Linked DNA regions of Mus musculus: regions 1 and 2 are each linked to region 3. Evidence: chromatin contacts called from public Hi-C and HiCAR-type data. All regions are on one chromosome and are shown on one strand. The core of a region is the stretch at or near the end of the contact, and the rest is flanking DNA. Distances in the headings are between cores, read along the strand shown.

The links. Hi-C and Micro-C count contacts between places; a contact is called where the count stands out from the background. HiCAR-type assays count read pairs that join an accessible place to other places.
Region 1: a HiCAR-type map of astrocytes shows a contact between it and region 3, with 3 times the contacts expected there. The contact joins the promoter of Tmeff1 here to the promoter of Rnf20 in region 3. A contact is called at or near these places in 2 of 39 promoter capture datasets (embryonic stem cells and stem cell-derived epiblast-like cells), 1 of 484 Hi-C or Micro-C datasets (cortical neurons) and 3 of 115 datasets of contacts at active chromatin or transcription factors (astrocytes, embryonic forebrain and embryonic stem cells).
Region 2: a contact with region 3 is called in a Hi-C map of uterus, with 4 times the contacts expected there. The contact joins the promoter of Erp44 here to the promoter of Rnf20 in region 3. A contact is called at or near these places in 1 of 39 promoter capture datasets (embryonic stem cells), 2 of 484 Hi-C or Micro-C datasets (CD4 T cells and uterus) and 1 of 9 other capture datasets (liver).

The regions. Positions count from the first base shown.
Region 1 is chr4:48,583,803-48,586,502 of GRCm38.p6, reverse strand. Tmeff1 (transmembrane protein with EGF-like and two follistatin-like domains 1) reads right to left here and starts at 1,329. Exons shown (of 10, transcript NM_001356272.1): 1 at 862-1,329. The coding sequence starts at 1,033.
Region 2 is chr4:48,278,210-48,280,909 of GRCm38.p6, reverse strand. It overlaps Erp44 (endoplasmic reticulum protein 44), which reads left to right and starts at 1,321. Exons shown (of 12, transcript NM_029572.3): 1 at 1,321-1,526. The coding sequence starts at 1,470. Invs (inversin) reads right to left here and starts at 1,150. Exons shown (of 17, transcript NM_010569.4): 1 at 935-1,150.
Region 3 is chr4:49,630,648-49,633,347 of GRCm38.p6, reverse strand. It overlaps Rnf20 (ring finger protein 20), which reads right to left and starts at 1,288. Exons shown (of 21, transcript NM_182999.2): 1 at 1,137-1,288; 2 at 836-983; 3 at 1-94. The coding sequence starts at 66. Gm45952 (predicted gene, 45952) reads left to right here and starts at 1,396. Exons shown (of 2, transcript NR_168526.1): 1 at 1,396-1,493; 2 at 2,485-2,690.

The DNA.
Region 1 (2,700 bases), core at 80-2,579, 1.0 Mb after region 3:
CTGCCAATCTTCCAGGTCCTCCTGCAAAACACACACACCACCATTGCCTCTCTTTCTACACCACTTTAATTAACCCGGGGTTACTCTAGCTACACAGGGGCACTCTCTGAGACCTAATTACCTTTCATACCCAAATCCCACACAAGATGACTCCCTAGCTCCCTCCCTCTGTCAAACTGGGTTCACTACTGGGCTCTCATCTCTTCACCCTATATACGTACTCCAGCGTGGTTACCTGAGCCTCAGGCTTTGTCCAGACACAACCAACAAAACACTTCCTGGGCCCTCCTGGGACTCCCTGCTGCCCTGATGCACAGAACCGTGGACAGATTTGGTCCCCACTGCACCCCTGAACCCAAAGGACAAACATAACCACTCCTTCTTTTTACCGGCATTACCCCTCTTAAAACCCAGGAACTCTTAAGAACCTCCCCACCAACACATGGTCAGTTCTCAGGCCCTTATCCTCAGTCCGCCAGTTCCTCACCATCACACTCACACACAAACACACACACACGCACACACTCCCCTTGAAGCCTAGCCGTCCTCCCTCCCTTGGGGCTTCACAACACTTTACACGCGCTTCCACGAGCAAACCCAGGATCACTGCTCCGTCTCGCGGAACCTCACCAGCTCACCACGCCGCAGGGCCGCCCTAGTCCCGGCCACTCGACACCTACGGACCCACAAACGACCACTCCCCATCCCCAACCCAGGTCCCCAAAGCCCGCACCGCGAACTCTCGTCCTGCCCTCCGCCCGGCCCCCGGGACTCCTCAGCACCCTGGTCCACACCGGGTCCTCCCGCGGCCCAGAACGGCGGAAGGGAGGAGCCCCAGAGGCGGGCGCCGGCGGCTCCTACCTGAGCAGTTGCTCTTGCCTCTGCCTCCCGGACAGTCCCCGCCGCCGCCCGCGGGCTGGTTGGACGCGCGGCTCCCGGGCAGGCAGAAGGCGAAGAGCAGAAGCACCGACGTGTAGCCGCAGACGGCGAGCGGGGGCGCGGCCGGCAGCCGGAGCGGCGCCTGGGCGCCCATGCTGTCGCGGCCGCACGGCGGGGAGCTCAGGGAGCGGCAGGCCGGGCACACCGGCCCCGCGCCGCCTCCTAGCAGCCGTGCAGCCGCCCGGGGCAGCCCCGCAGCATCCCCGCCAGGCCCCGGCCCTCCGCGCTCGGGACAGCCTCGTTGGGAGACCCCGGCGCGGGCGAGGGGCGCGGGCGCGCGAGGGCAGGGAGCGCGCCGCGTGGGGAACACGGAGCTGGGGCGCGCGCGGGGGGCGCGGGGCGGGGACGGACGCAGCTTCTAGCTCGCAGGCTCGCCTTCCCTTTGTGTCCGCGCGGCTGTCGCCGCCGCGTCACAAAGACCCCGGCCCGCCCGGTGAGGGGCGCGTGACGGAGCCGCGGGCGGGGAGGGAGCGGCGACCCCGCCCCGCGCACACCCCCGGCGCCGAGCTCCGCCCCTCCCGGGGAGCCATTGTTCCTGAGGCGGGCGGGGGCGCGGGCCGGGGTCGCCGATCCCTCCGGCTGGCCGGACGGCGCCGAGGATACTGGAGAGAGCTTCGGGACGGTGTCTCAGAAGCCCTTTGTGAGCCTTTCCCACGCGCCTTCTAACCCTGCACGAGCTCGGGTGGTCTTTCGTGTGTTTTCCAGGTGGAGTTAAAGGCAAAAGGTGACTTGTCCAAGGTCAGTCACATCCCAAGAAATGGGCAGGATCGGGATTGGTACCTAGTGCTCACTCCCGCTGTGCACTTCTCCGGGGAAAAGGCTTAATCCCCAAGACTCGCCCCACCGGGTTCCTGGATAACTACATCTCTCGGCTGAATCTTTAAAGTGCGTTGCCCTTTCCGCGCATAATAGCAAAGATTTAGAGCGGATTTGCTATATCCAAGGCCTAGAGGAAGCTCTTAGCCTGTATCCTCTCCAGTTCTATTTCACAGCCCTACAAAGGAGTTCCCATACTGGTTTTCTGCCTTCCCCAAATCAGGAAGTTGGGACCAAGAGTCTTCCAGCTGTCTGGAGCCCAGTACAGTCCTCTGCAGCCCTCACCTTGCTAGATGATAACTTTACACAGGCAATAAGACCATAGGCCAAATTTTTGGAAATTTTCCGCTTTGTTCGAAGTCTGTTATTGTTGCCCACTTCAGAAGGAATTCTAGAATTTCATTGTAAAATTAAGAAAATTGCAAAAAGGACACTTGAAGAAAGCTACAATCTAAATACAAAACAAACACTGAACATAGAAGTAAAGACAAGGAGGCTTTGAGAAGTCCAGGCAAGGGAGAAAGCTTTGGAGACCAGCAAGAGATAGCCGGCAGCTGAGAGCCCAGGCTGCTTTTGCAGAGGCCCCAGCTTGGATTCCCACAGCATCACAACCATCTGTAAACACTGTACCAAGAACTCTCTTCTGGCCTCAAAGGGCAGTGTAGGCATGTGGTATAGATATGCATCAAACAAAACACCCATATACATTACAAATAAACTTATTTTCAAAAAAAATTTAAAGCCACTAGCAACAAAGGGAAAGATATTTAAACCAAAAAGTTACCCCTCTGGATGATTATTAAAAAGTTAGAAAGACTGACAAACTTAGCACTATTCATGCATACATTTTGGAGGGCGCGGCAACCTAAATATGAAGAAAAAAACTAAATTTGTTTTCCTAACAATACCAATATTGGAATTTTTGCTTTAGAGATGGTTGAACAA
Region 2 (2,700 bases), core at 72-2,571, 1.4 Mb after region 3:
ATTCCTCTAGGTGCTGTTGCTAGTTCTTCATCATTTTCTTCTTCTTCTTCTTCTTCTTCTTCTTCTTCTTCTTCTTCTTCTTCTTCTTCTTTCTCCTCCTCCTCCTCTTCCTCCTCCTCCTTCTTCTCCTTTAGCAGAGATGCTCATTTCCTTGTTGTCCCCACCCCAATAAATAATTTTTTATAGAAAGAAATCAAAGCCACTTTGTTAGTGCTTTAAAATGTATCATCATCATTAAATAATTATAAAATAAGCCTGTGCAATAAACACTCTAATTACTGCTATGCAAACGTAGTGGTGCTGAGCTCACACACAGAAAAAAGAAATTCTGCTTAGGAAGAAAGATTTGGTGACTGTGACAGATGTCAGGGGAATCAAATGTCAGAAGTGGTGACACTTGAGATGGCAAGCCAGAAAGAAAAAGGGTAAGGCCACTTCAGGCAGCAGGAAGGCTGAAGCAAAGAACTGGAGTAGGGAGAATCACAAATGAAGAATGCCTCCTAAGTAGTGATGATGTGGCTAACTTTCCAGGCACGTGGATCTAGCTGGATGTTCACAGAAGATTCTGGAAAGCTACCATACACCAAGTTAAAATCCTTTATTACTTGGTTACTTCGTAATTGTACTGTAAGAAGTGGTCACGGCCACTTGGGCACTGCGCTTTACAGTTTACAGCATGCTTTCCCATCCCTGTTCTCTTCGTTTCACGGACCCTCTGAAACAACCCTGGGTAAGTGATTGACCGAAGCCCCAGTGGTGATTCTCCTTATATAACGGAGGAAGTAGCACAGAAAGAAGAGGCAGCAGCTTGGAGGCCAGGGATGGAGGCTCAGGCCACACCTCAGATCAGGCGGGCCAAGAAAACGCAGCAGCAGCCCGGGGCGGTGCTCTCCATCCTACCCGAGCCGCCGATGCTGGACCGCTTCCTACTCACCCCTGACTCCAAGAATGGCGTCCCGGGGCCGCCCCAGGAGGCACAACCCTCACGGGGCCGCCCCTACCGCCAAGCCAGGCCACTGCGCCCACAGGAACAGACCCCAGGACACTAGAGCCCGGGAGCTCTGAAGAAGTAGCCTGGGGCTCCAGGCTGCACAGCCCTCTGGGAATTGTAGTTCCCGTCCCGGAGGCACAGAGGTACGCGGTCCCTTCCAATCCCGAAGAGCCCCGCGCACAGATGGCTTGGCCGTCGTGGGCACAGGGCTTACTGGGAAAGAGAGTCCCAGCTCTCCGATGACATGGTCAATGAAACTACAGTATGGACTACATTTCCCGACGTGCTTCGAGATGGGCAGGACCCGGAAGTGAGGGCGTGAGAGGCCTCTCTGGAAGTTGTCCCGGGTGTTCGCCGCTGGAGCTCCGGGTCGAGAGGACGAGGTGCCGCTGCCGCCGGCCCCGGAGCCCAGCCCTTTTCTAGCCCGGTCCAGTCCCAGCCGCCACCTCCTGACCCCGCCGTCGACCCCGTCGTTACCATGAATCCTGCGGTCTTCCTGTCTTTAGCAGACCTCAGATGCTCCTTGCTGCTCCTGGTGAGTGTATGTCGGGGTGACAAACCCTCCGACTGTGTCCCTGAACGCCTCCCGCCCTCCGCGAGGGGGAACGGTGCAGCCCCCTGCTTGCCTCGACTCTCCTCCGCTGGCGAGGCGTGCACCCCCGGGCACTACCTTCACTTTGGCCGTTCTTTTGGCTCCTTAAGCCTGCGGTCCACAAGGCCTGCGAAAGCACAGTCAGGGCTTGGAACCTGCAAATAGGAGAATTCGCCTTGGGGGGAGTGAGTGATCCGTGGGAGGGAGGTCACCGCTGAGGCCCCTGGAGTTCGTTTCAGTTTTGTGGACGTTGAGGACCTGCTTGGGGCACCAGAATCCTAAGGGACCTAGGGTACACCTAATGTTTTCTCCCACATGGAGGGGCGTTAGAAGCCGACAGGTGTTGGGGTCGTGTGAATCTCTCTCTGGATCCTTGAAACCGGCTGGCAAAGCCCTCTGTTGTGGCTTAATGTGATTGGTTGGAAACCCGGAACTGGAGTCTGGTTTGGTGTCGACTGGGAGAATAGGAATTTGAAAAGGTGGAGGATGTGATTATCTGACAGGCTCTGCTAGAGCCTCCTGCTAGCCTTGTTGCAACCTCTGCACCCTAGAAGCATACATAAATCTTGGTCAGTGCTCTGAACTGGAGAATAACCAGCTCTCCTGCATACCTAGGTGCTTGGTACTTCCCTGCCTGCCCAACACCATCCCATCTTAGAAAAGAATCTTCCCCCAGTTCTTCTTCTGAAGTCTATCTTGAGTATGCAACTTACTTGGCCTCTTCTTAAGGTCAAATTGAGACAAAAACTGAAGGTCTAACTCCATATGTGAACATGAGAGGAATTTAATTGGACCGTAATGACAGCATTTGAGAATACTTGAATTGTGGTAGATTCTTAGAAAGCTAAGATTAGCATCATTGAATATAAATTACTTTCTTCACAGCTTAAGAATAATAATTAACTTGCAAGAAGCTGTGTAGTTGGTTACAGGCGAAACTGAGTCTAGAAATAGATTTCTTAATTTGTAGTGTGTATTCCCCCGTATCACATAAAAAGTTTAATGTCTGCACTTAAAATACTTTTCATTCTCATTATGGCTTGAAAGCCATTTTTTAAAAAGCTATATATAATACTCTGCTTTTTTCAAAATAAAGTAGTGTAAACTAAATGAAATG
Region 3 (2,700 bases), core at 39-2,538:
CTTCTTCTCTGGAGGCATAGATGTGCCCGGCTCTCCAGCTGCTCTTTTATTTCCAATTCCTGACATCTTGGTATAAGATGACAGTTATATTTTTCTGAATGAAAAAACAGAAACAAAAATAGAAAACATGAACTGAATCAAGATAAGCAGACATGCCACAATATAAAGTACCTGTATATAAAAACTAGTAATTTTTTTCAGGCCAACTCTTTAACCTAAATCAAATAATTCTACGACAAAACCCATCAACCCTAAATCAAGAGAGAAGGGGGAGGGGAACTGTTGAGGAATGGGATTGACAGGATTATAAATTTCTACACAAGATGCTAATAACAAATAAAATTCTACTCAAATAATAGAGAAGCTATGAATAAATTTCAGGATTCTCACTTCCTGAGATGCCAAAAACAAAAAACTAAAAGAAGGAGAGTTTATTTATGACAGAGGTTAAGGTTAAAGTATTAGGAGACTTGGGGCAAGAGACGTGGGAAACATTAGCTAAGTCATTAATCCTATACAAGTCAGTTATCTCTGAATCTCGGTTTCCTAAACGAAGGACAACAACATGTTGCTAGACTTACTGCAACAAATGGATGGCATAGTTATAGAAACAACTTAGCATAATGTCAGATGAACACTAAGCACCCAGAAATGCAAGCGTTCTCTTTGCAGAGCCTTGTAAACGCTCCCTGAGCAGTTAGTTCTCCAGATGTCAGACGTAGGTGAGCACCCCAGCGCTTCCTTTGGGGAGCCGGGCTGCCTTTAGAGACCGAACCTGCCAACAATCCCCGTTTCTTTATCTGTTCAGACGGGATGCTCTTTCAGTATTTCCTACCTGACTCTGGTTCCGAAACTCACAAGGAGGTGGAATGGATGCTAGATGGCGAGCACCGCGGCCATCAGGGGTCTACATCCAGCCGGCTTCCGATCCAAACTCCGGGACGAGGCGTCAATGGCAAGCAGCAATCTGGGTTGGACCTCGCCTGCAAAGAGAGGAGACGGGAGCTGAGGAGAGAGCGCAGCTTGACTGGAGAGCGCTGGCCGCTGGCTCCGGCGTGGCTAACTACAGGCCGGGAAGATGGGACCCGAGAGTCCTCGCCGCTCACGGCCCGGGAGCAGCAGACGACAGAGCAAACCTGGGCTCTGGCAACTCCCGCCGCAGGGAGCGCGCGGCTCCCAGCGCTTCTTCACGAAGGCCCGAGAGGGACTCCAAGGGATTCACTTGGGATCCGCTGCGAGAGGGACTGAGCTCCACGGAGGCGGAGGCACGGAGAGGAAGTAGGGAAAAGGAAAAGGAAGTTGCTTCAACTTTACCCGAGGCACGGCGAGGAGAGGGCGGAAGTGACGTGTGGGAGACCGCCAGGCGGAAGTGACGCGTGAGGAGGGGGCGCAGTCAGTTCTGCGTGTGCGCTGCCGCCTCTGTGTTGGGATGGGCGGGGACTGTTTCAGACTCCAGTCCCAAAGTGACCGGTCTCTTCAACGCGAAGCATTGTGTACGGTTTTTTTGTTTTTTGTTTTCTTTTTTTTAAGGTCCATTATTATTACTGACGGAAAGCGTTTTGTTTATGTTTTGTGTTGGGGGGGCGGTCCTATCTCATCCAAGCTGCTAATTGGTTGATGGTCCTGTCCATCTCCCAAAGGGCAAGCGCCCTTACCTGAGGTGTGGGTGGAGCACTCTTTAAAGAGATGAAATAGCCTGCGTAAAACTCAAGGAATTTGACCGATTTCTAGTTCTGTGTAGTTTCCTTAAAGGGGATTCCAGCACGGCGATGGTAGCACTCGCCTTTAATCCCAGCACTCAGGAGGTAGAAGCGGGCTGATTCCTCTGAGTTCAAGGCTAGCCTGGTCTACAAAGCGAGTTCTCGTACAGCCGGAGCTACACAGAGAAACCATGTCTTGAAAAACCAAAATAAATAAGCACATAAATACATACATACTATGCATAGAAACCCTGCCTCAAAATAAATAAATACTACACAGAGAAACTCCTGTCTGGGAAGGCCAAAATAAATAAGCGGGGTCTCTATTTAGCACTACCTGCAAATGACACTCAGCTGGAGAACTTTAGTCTCTTGTAGGGTTAAAAAGTCACCTTCGCCGGGCGGTGGTGGCGCATGCCTTTAATCCCAGCACTTGGGAGGCAGAGGCAGGCAGATTTCTGAGTTCAAGGCCAGCATAGTCTACAGAGTGAGTTCCAGGACAGCCAGAGCTACGCAGAGAAACCCTGTCTCAAAAACCAAAAATAAAAAATAAAAAAAAAAATAAAGCCACCTTCATCCCATCCCATCTTCCCCCTATGGATTCTCATCACAGGTTTGGAAACTACTGCTTTAGTGTTTGGAGAGGATAAGATACTGACCAGAGACACTGGGGATGGGGGGGGGGGGGTCGGGGGGGGGGAGGAGGGTGTTAATTAAGAACAAGTCAATTAGTCTGTAATCTCAGTACCCGTCTTAATATGATTTTTTTTTAATGTGTGCATAGGTGTTCGAGTGCCCACATGTAAAGCTCAGAGGACAACTTTTGGAGCTAGGTCGTACTTCGAAGGCTCGGGTCTCAAGGGCTGAACTCGGGGTGACAAGCACCTTTACCCACTAAACCATCTTGCCAGGCCAGTACCAGGATGTTTAAAATTTATTGAGCGTTGATATTTTTTTTACGTTAGAAATAAACTACATCATTCAATTTTACTAAATGCAT